Regions from separate parts of the Mus musculus genome. Here region 1 is linked to region 2. Evidence: chromatin contacts called from public HiChIP or PLAC-seq data. All regions are on one chromosome and are shown on one strand. Each heading gives the region's core, a stretch centred on a gene start, on an enhancer-like site or on the middle of the called end of the contact. The rest is flanking DNA. Distances are from core to core; before and after follow the strand shown. Region 1 overlaps Ptbp3 (polypyrimidine tract binding protein 3). Region 2 overlaps Susd1 (sushi domain containing 1).

What was found. HiChIP or PLAC-seq counts read pairs in DNA pulled down with a chosen protein or histone mark.
Region 1: a contact with region 2 is called in an H3K27ac HiChIP or PLAC-seq map of extraembryonic endoderm stem cells, with 4 times the contacts expected there. The contact joins two enhancer-like sites. A contact is called at or near these places in 1 of 15 datasets of contacts at CTCF or cohesin (CD8 T cells), 4 of 484 Hi-C or Micro-C datasets (CD4 T cells, bone marrow-derived macrophages and embryonic stem cells), 10 of 115 datasets of contacts at active chromatin or transcription factors (a beta-TC-6 cell line, bone marrow-derived dendritic cells, embryonic stem cells and 4 more) and 4 of 9 other capture datasets (adipose tissue, embryonic stem cells, liver and 1 more).

The regions. Positions count from the first base shown.
Region 1 is chr4:59,521,573-59,525,568 of GRCm38.p6, forward strand. Ptbp3 (polypyrimidine tract binding protein 3) reads right to left here. Exons shown (of 14, transcript NM_178164.3): 2 at 2,823-2,904. The coding sequence starts at 2,853. Among named protein-coding and RNA genes, the nearest start is that of Ptbp3, 26 kb to the right of the region's middle. Within about 2 kb of position 2,074, at least 9 of the 459 cell types and tissues checked have an H3K27ac peak or open chromatin away from gene starts, as enhancers often do. A contact at or near this core is called in extraembryonic endoderm stem cells, where this site is marked.
Region 2 is chr4:59,358,718-59,362,780 of GRCm38.p6, forward strand. The region is part of intron 10 of Susd1 (sushi domain containing 1); the gene reads right to left. Among named protein-coding and RNA genes, the nearest start is that of Susd1, 78 kb to the right of the region's middle. Within about 2 kb of position 2,179, at least 21 of the 459 cell types and tissues checked have an H3K27ac peak or open chromatin away from gene starts, as enhancers often do. A contact at or near this core is called in extraembryonic endoderm stem cells, where this site is marked.

The sequences.
Region 1 (3,996 bases), core at 824-3,323, 160 kb after region 2:
AGCTGTTTAGTCTGAGTAACAGTGGGCTGATATAAAAATCAGTTCTAGCCGGGCGTGGTGGCACACACCTTTAATCCCAGCACTCGGGAGGCAGAGGCAGGCAGATTTCTGAGTTTGAGGCCAGCCTGGTCTACAAAGTGAGTGCCAGGACAGCCAGGGGTACACAGAGAAACCCTGTCTCGAAAAACAAAACAAAACAAAACAAATCAGTTCTTTAGTAAACAAACAGAATAGTATCAGTTTCTGACATTCGTTTGTACAACTATATTTAAAAGGATAATGAATGAGTTATGAAGTGTTGAAATGTTTTCAGTTATCACAGGACATTAAAAGAAAAAAAAATTAAACTGCAGATCCATGTTCAAGTTCCCAGATATAAAATACATTGCCCTGTGCATGAGGATGCGTGAGCACATACACTAGTGAAAGCAGCATATTATAATAACAAATTAATGTAAGCTGAGTCAAAATATCTTCAAGTCTATATTTAGGTAAAGCTCATAGGAAGGAATATTCTTTATTTTAGAACTAAGCTTCGTAATTTAAAGCTCTTACAAAATATGTACCTACAAGAAAGAAAGGATTTTTATTACATTTTATGTATTGATTTTTTTGTAGATATGTGTGTGTCACAGCAGATGTGTGGAAGTCAAGGACAGCAGGAGTCAGTTCTCTCCTTCTACCACACAGGAACTGCCTGGGATCACACTCAGGCCATGAGGCTTGGCAGCAGGGCCTTTACCTCCTGAGCACCTCAAGTAGCTCATCAAACATGGGATTTTAAAATAACACTAACAATAGCTTAAGAGAATAACCATAGATCCCACATCGCCTGGGAGTGTCATAGCTTGGCACCAGTATTCCAGTATCCTTATGCAACATAAAATATTCATTTTAAATATATCTATATTATTATTTATTGTAACAAAATAAGCAAGAATGGGATTTGGTAGATCTAATTCTTTAGTGTTTCTGCTATAGTCGCATCCTCTTAGAACAGTTAAATCTGAAAGTTAGTCAATGAGAGACTGACGCTCTTTATAAAATATCTCATGGACAACATACAGAGCTTTTGATTTAAAAGCAGCGGGTAGAGTAGGATATGAATAAGTAGGATTAGTTTTTTTCTAGCAGCTTTCAATCTTTTTACCTATTATTGCCTAGGCTCGTGCGCTCTCCCCTCCCTCAACCCCCCCCCACATTCACATACACACTTTTTTTTTCCTTTCCACTTTCTAAAATTGTAGCCAAAGATGATCCTGAAGTTCTGATTCTCCTGCCTCCACTTCCCCAGGCTAGGACTACAGGAACGCACCATCATGTTGGACCACTTGGTGGCTAGGCCAACAGCTGAAAATGTGGGTGTCATTGGCAAGGCATATGTGAAATACAACCTTATCACTATTCTGTTTAAAAGCTTGCAATAAATCAACTCACAATTTTCCTTAATTAATTTCACATGCAGTTTTTCCTGTATATTCCATAGAAAGTCAGCAACTCTATTAGCAGACTATATATAACAGCATTCTGGAGGCAGAGGGGGAAATACCACAAATTCCGACAACCCTGGGTTTGGATTATTACAAAGTTATTTTTTTAAAGGTTTCTTTGGTTCTAGAGATACAACTTCATCTTAATACATGTGAGGTCTTGGGTCCAATTCCCAGCATGATGAAAGAAAAATTAGTTCCTCATTACCAAGTGGAAATCATAAGGAAATTCAAGGTACTAGTAACACACACACCCCCTCCAGGACATAGTGCTCTGGGAATCTAGGACAATTTAAAAGAAACATTAAGAGATGAATGAGTCAAACAAGTTTAGTTGGGTAGGGTCTGTCTAGAATTCTCAACAATTATATTAGATCCCTAGCAACACCCCTTAGGTCTGTGTCTCTGATGCATGACCTAAGAGCTCTAAAAACAAAGGCAAACATCTCCCCCACACAGAAACTTCACAGGTAAGTCAGGCTGTTTGCATATTTTCAGTGCTTTCAAGTATTCTGAGTATGCTGGTTAGTCTTGATTGTCAACTTCAAGACACAGATAATGGACTCATCTGGGAGATAAACCCTTGGGTGTAGTCTAGGAAGGTTTTCCCAAGTCTTTACTGATGTGGGAAGCCCCACCCTGAGCATGGGCAGTATCGTTCCATGATCAAGACTTCCAGAACAAATAAAAAAGGAAAAGGTAATGAGTAGTAGAATTCATCTTTCTCTGCTTCCTGGCGTGCATGCGCATAGGCAACTACCCACACACGGCATCCTCAGAGCAGCCAGGAATTGATTTGGGTGATTTCCTCTATCACTCTTTACCTGGATTTCTGAGACAATGTCTCTCACTAAACCCAGAGCTAGAATAGCTGGCCAGCAAGTTCCAAGGATTCTCTTCTCCTCCCCTTGCACCCTAATCCTGGGTAACAGACACAGGCAATAAGCAGACAGGGCAGTCAAAGCCAGGCCCTCATGGCTGCATAGCAAGCACCACAACTGAACTACATGTATCTCCCCAGCTGCTTCTCCAGTGCTCTAAGGTGAGCTCAGCGGTACAAAGTTGGCTTTAGTCTCACCTCCCATATCACTGTTTACATGTTTATATTAAACAGTCTCTACCTACAATATCTTCCCAATTACTGTGGGGTAGATGGACAACATGGTGGACCCATTCCTAAATTTCTTCAACACTTTTTTCCTTAGCTGAATCTTTCCACTTCTCTTATTGAGTAAAATTCACAAATTTTTACTGTAAACAGTGGCACAAAAGAAGAATGAGAAAAAAAGCAGCTCCTAGAAAGGAAGCACAGGACAGGGTGTTCACACTTACCATACACACCTGCAGAAGTCGAGCTGTTCATGGTAGAAGGTCCGTTAATGACACCAGAAGACAGAAGCTCATCAGATCCCCGCTGAAAAGCAGAATGAGCACTCAATTAATAAAGCAAGTTTTAAAATAATGGTTTATAGTTACTATTAAATTTACCAAAAGTATTATTTATTTAAGTATAAAGATATTTAAGAAAATTAGGAGCAAACTGTGTAGTAAGGAAAAATATAGCAGATGCCTATCAATGTAGTTATTAAAAAAAAAAAGCAAAACACTTGGGACATAATTTTGCAAGTACCTCTAACAATTTTTATTGTTCAATGTTTGAAGTACTAAACTATATTTAGATGACTACATTCTGGCAGTTTTTATTTACATGCAAATAATTTAACATTCTAAGAATCTTGACTTTTAATACTCATTTCTAAAACTATAGATAGCTACAAGGACACAATTTTATCTATACTGGTCAAATTTTTTAAAATTATTAATTTCCATATCATTAACCCTAAAAACTATCTTTGGTGTATACTATTTCTTAAGCAAATATGCTTTTAGAAATTGATTTCTTTACGGTAAGAGAGAAGCGTTTGTCTCATGGTGCTGGGGATTTAACTAGGCTGGGCAAACATGACTCAGCTCCAGTCTTACACCTCGGCTTTTCTGAGATGAGAGTCTTAGTACATAGCCATGACTGAGTGGTAATCTATGTTCTTGCCTCAGCCTTCTGAGTACAGGGACTGCAGGATGAGCCACCAGACCTGTTCAAACAAGAGTTCTGTCCTACTTGAACATCTGAATACTCAATGCTAAAATGCATCAGATAAGCCTTTTCATTAAAAGCCTAATATAGATAACCAAGGTTATAAAAGGGTAATAAATATGAAATAAAAGGCAAAACCAATGTACTTCAAATCGATCAATTTTGTTCATCCTGGTGAATCAAAAAAATATAAGTATTTTGGTTCATTGGGTAATAAAACAATCTTCAAATAACTATATAAATTTTAGAATAACATAACAAATACTTTATTTTCATTCTAAACTTATGTGTTTTCTTGTGTAAATGTATGTTGTGGGGGCTGGGGAACCACAGAGGTCTGAAGGAGGTGTTGGATCCCCTGGAAACAGAGTTACAGGTTGTCGTGAGCTGCTCACTGTGGGTGCTAGGAAT
Region 2 (4,063 bases), core at 929-3,428:
TAGTTCGGCTTCTTTGGAACCTGGCTTTTCCTTCTTACTGTGGGAGAGGGGCTCTGAGGAATATCAGGCATTTCTTTCCATCCCTCAGCAGTACCCCACAAAGAACCGAGAGCTCTGGGGAGCCTGGGGTGAGGTGGGGCTCTTTTACTTCTTTGTGCTCCCAATGAGGAGAAGGGTGACAATTACAGCTGTCCTGGTCATTTAATTAAGCCATCAGCAGTAAGGAGAAAGCCAAGCAACTGATGGTACCCCAGTGGAACGAAGTGCCATAGGTGTGGCTTCCACTTAGTGATGGTGGGAACTCATTGTTGACTGGACAGGGTCTGGCCTGGAGACTCACTGAGGGAGAATTACCCAGCTACTGGGCATGCCCGGAAGCAACTGTCTTGATTGGGTCAACTGATATGACAAGCTCCACCTTAACTGCATACGGGGCCACTCCACGGGTGGGGTGCCTGCACTGCATAAAATGGAGTCAGAGACCTGAGGACCTCCGTGTGCAGTCGTCCCCCTCTGTGCCGGGCTGTTGGTGTGATGTTCACAGCGGCTTCAAGCCTCTGCTGCCTTGACTTCCCCACAATAATGGACGGCACCCTTCTACTGGAGCTAGAATAGAGCCTTTCTCCCTTACGTTGCTTTTTACCAGAGTGTTTTATCACTGCAACAGCAAAACACATTAATTACATGCTCTTAACGTACATTTGACTTAGGGGGAGGAGTCATTCACCATGTAAGTGTAGCAAAAATACAGAGGCGGTATAACACGTCATTAGGTAAGATTAAGTAATGCTTAGCATTTTACAGACGGAGCGGAGCGTGTCACACACAGACTGGTTTTCCACATGAATTAACCCTTCCAGTGCTATCACAAACGCACGGTGTAAGTATTACCAGTCCTGCATTCACAGCTAAGATAACTAAGGCGTCTGTCTACAGGATAAGTAACTTATTCACACACATCATATTTGAATTTAGACAGACTGGTTCCAGGGGAACGCTGCCAAACCACCTGAAATCAACCACGGGAATCCCAAAAGAAGAAAATTTACAGAAAAGGAAGTAATGTATGAAGTACAGAAGAGAAGGGGGATGGGTCCAGGTGGAAAGATTTGAACCAGTAGGACCCAGAGACGGAAACTCAGCACTTAGAACACAGATATCAGAGTTCTGCTCCATCCAAGGAAAACCATGGTCCCTCGAATCTGAATCTCTCTACATATTCTCCAAAATATTCTTCAGGTCAAATGGAGGAGCAAATAAAATAACATGAGAACAATGTTGCTGGGCTGGGAACACGGCTCAATGAGTGAAGTGTGTACTGGGCCAGCATCACCCTGAGGTCACGTCCCCAGAACCTGGGTAAAAGCCAGGAACAGTAGCTTTTATCTGTAATGCCAGGACTGGGAGGTGGATTCTGAAGGCGGGCTGCTCACTGACACTGGCTCTCATCCTTTTGGACCGCCCCAGGTACCCAAAACAGTGCGCTGTCTCAAAATACAAGGTGAAGAGCAGTGATCAAGACGTCCACACCAACCTGGTCTGTACACGGGCTAAACACGCTTCCTGCCACACACAGGTGCATACACCACACACACACACACACACACACACACACACACACACACACACAGAACACACAGACACACAGAGCTATCATCCTAACTGGAGAGCAGAGAGAACACAGCAATCTTAAAATCACCATTAAACAAACAAACAAACGAACAAACAAACAAAGTATCAAATTCCAGCCACTTTCTCTCAACTTCCTATGAGTGTTTGTGCAGAGAGCTGTGTAGCAGGCAGGGAGCTAGAGACCTTCAGAGAGAGAGAGAGAGAGAGAGAGAGGGAGAGAGAGAGAGAGAAATGCCATTTTCAGTGTGAAAACATGGGGACAGACCAGAGTGACCACAGCCTTGGCTACAGAGAAAAGATAGGTAGGACATATCAAGGCGTTGGGGAGCAGCTGCGGAAGTCACTGTTCCTGGCAAAGAAAAGGCAAAGAAGAAAGAAGCGCATACACTTGGGAGTGTCCTGGGAGTGTAAGTGTCGACAGGAAGAAACTTAGTGCAAGATCCCACGGAGCAGAAAACCCTAAACTAGAACAGAAGATTTCATGCTCAACCAAGTACAAAACAGAAAAGAAATGCTTCTTTACAGCAACTGCACTTCACCCCTTGACGGAAGAGGGCGCTCTGAACCCGGGAATCTCGTTAGCTACCGCGGCGGGCCGTGACTCCATAGACAACCGCAGAGTCCGCTCAAAAACAAGGTTCTATGAACAAAACCTTGCAGCTTAGGCACACTATCGTTTTGGAAATCCACAAATGAGGGGAGGGGAAAAAAACCACAATAAATAATCGTTTGAGGATAGGAAGAAAAATATCTCCAGTCAGAAAATTAACTAAGAACAGAAATGGGCATAAAGCAGAAAGGGACTGAAAGAGAAGTGTCTGAACTCAGAAAAAAAATGAAAGAGAAGGACAAACCGGTGTTAGAAATAAAGGCTGAATTTCTTGATGTCTATGAAAGAATAGATTTGAATAAAATTTAATAAAAATAGTAGAGAAAATGTAACAGTAAAATGAGATTTTTTTTTTTCAAGTCAGGGTCTGACTATATAGTCCTGGCTGGTCTGGAACTCACTATGTAGAGGCTAGCCTCGAACTCACAGACATCTGCCTGCCTCTGCCTCCAAGAGCTGGAATTAAAGGCCTATCCTAAAATGAGATCTATAAAAAAACAAAAGCACAAAAGGTTAAAACTGAAATATAGGCAAACGGTCCAACATATGCATAACCAGGGTGTACCAAGAGGGGGTACGTTGGAGACATAATATTTAAAAGTATAGTTCAAGATAATATTACAAAAATCAAAACACACTTGAATATAAATATTAAAAGGATATTCTAGGTACCTAAGAAGGCTGACTCAGAATAATCTCAAAACTTCTCCAAATACAATTACATTTTAAGGATAAAAGAAGAATTCTCATCCCATCCCCCCGCCCCTGCACGCCCCACTCAAGGAAGTAAACAGAAAGGACAGAGGGCTAAAGGAAGCACTTCTTGGTGAGATGAGAAGGTTAGAAATACACTTCTATAGCTTCATTCCCTGGAAAGAATGTCAGCTGTTGTTTCTTTAATGTTCCTGAATTCTTATCAAGCTTGTGCTACAAACATGCCTAACCCTGCTTAAGAGAAATAAGCATGGTCCTAAGCATCCATGGGAGGGGGTCTTCTGGTCCCTGATTAGAAGCAGCCTAAAGAAAGATATCGATGTTATCCAGATACTGCCAAAAAGAATGATTAAAAAAAAAAATCAAGCTGGGCGTGGTGGCGCACGCCTTTAGTCCCAGCACTTCGAAGGCAGAGGCAGGCGGATTTCTGAGTTCAAGGCCAGCCTGGTCTACAGAGTGAGTTCCAGGATAGCCAGGGCTACAGAGAAACCCTGTCTCAAAGAAGAAAAAAAATCTACCATGTTGAATTAAAGCTATGATTTTTATAATTGCTCTATAAACAGTGAGGTCATTTCTATTACCTAGATATATCCAGATATTTTTCAAATAGCTTAACTTAAAGAAACTATGGAGGTGAAAGGTTCAAAGTTGAGAGTTTTTGGTTATAGTATGAAAATGTTTCTTTGGATAAATTTAGTATCTGGTTACCATGAAAGATTTCAGGCTATCGGTATGCAACTACATTATTCAGAGACAAATTGAGGTCCATCACTGTCTGGGCAGATTCACATTGTTCTCCTGGCTCAGCTCTCCAGGGTCGAAGCTTCCCACTAGAGAGCTAAGCAGCAGCCACCAATCAGAAGCCGATGTTTCTCACCAGTGCCAAAGACCAGTCACCTGGGGACTTGGGTCTCAGGTACAGTCTCTGGTTCAAGCATGCACCAGATCTCAAGTTGAAAGAAGCAGTATTACTGCAATCATACCTAAAAGAGTGACTTAAGTCACTCGCTTAAGCCAGATCTACAGAGAGAGAGAGAGCAGCCATTTCTAATGTGTCTCTTCAGACTCAACCCATGTGCAGAGGCAATATATAAAAACAGCCCTACA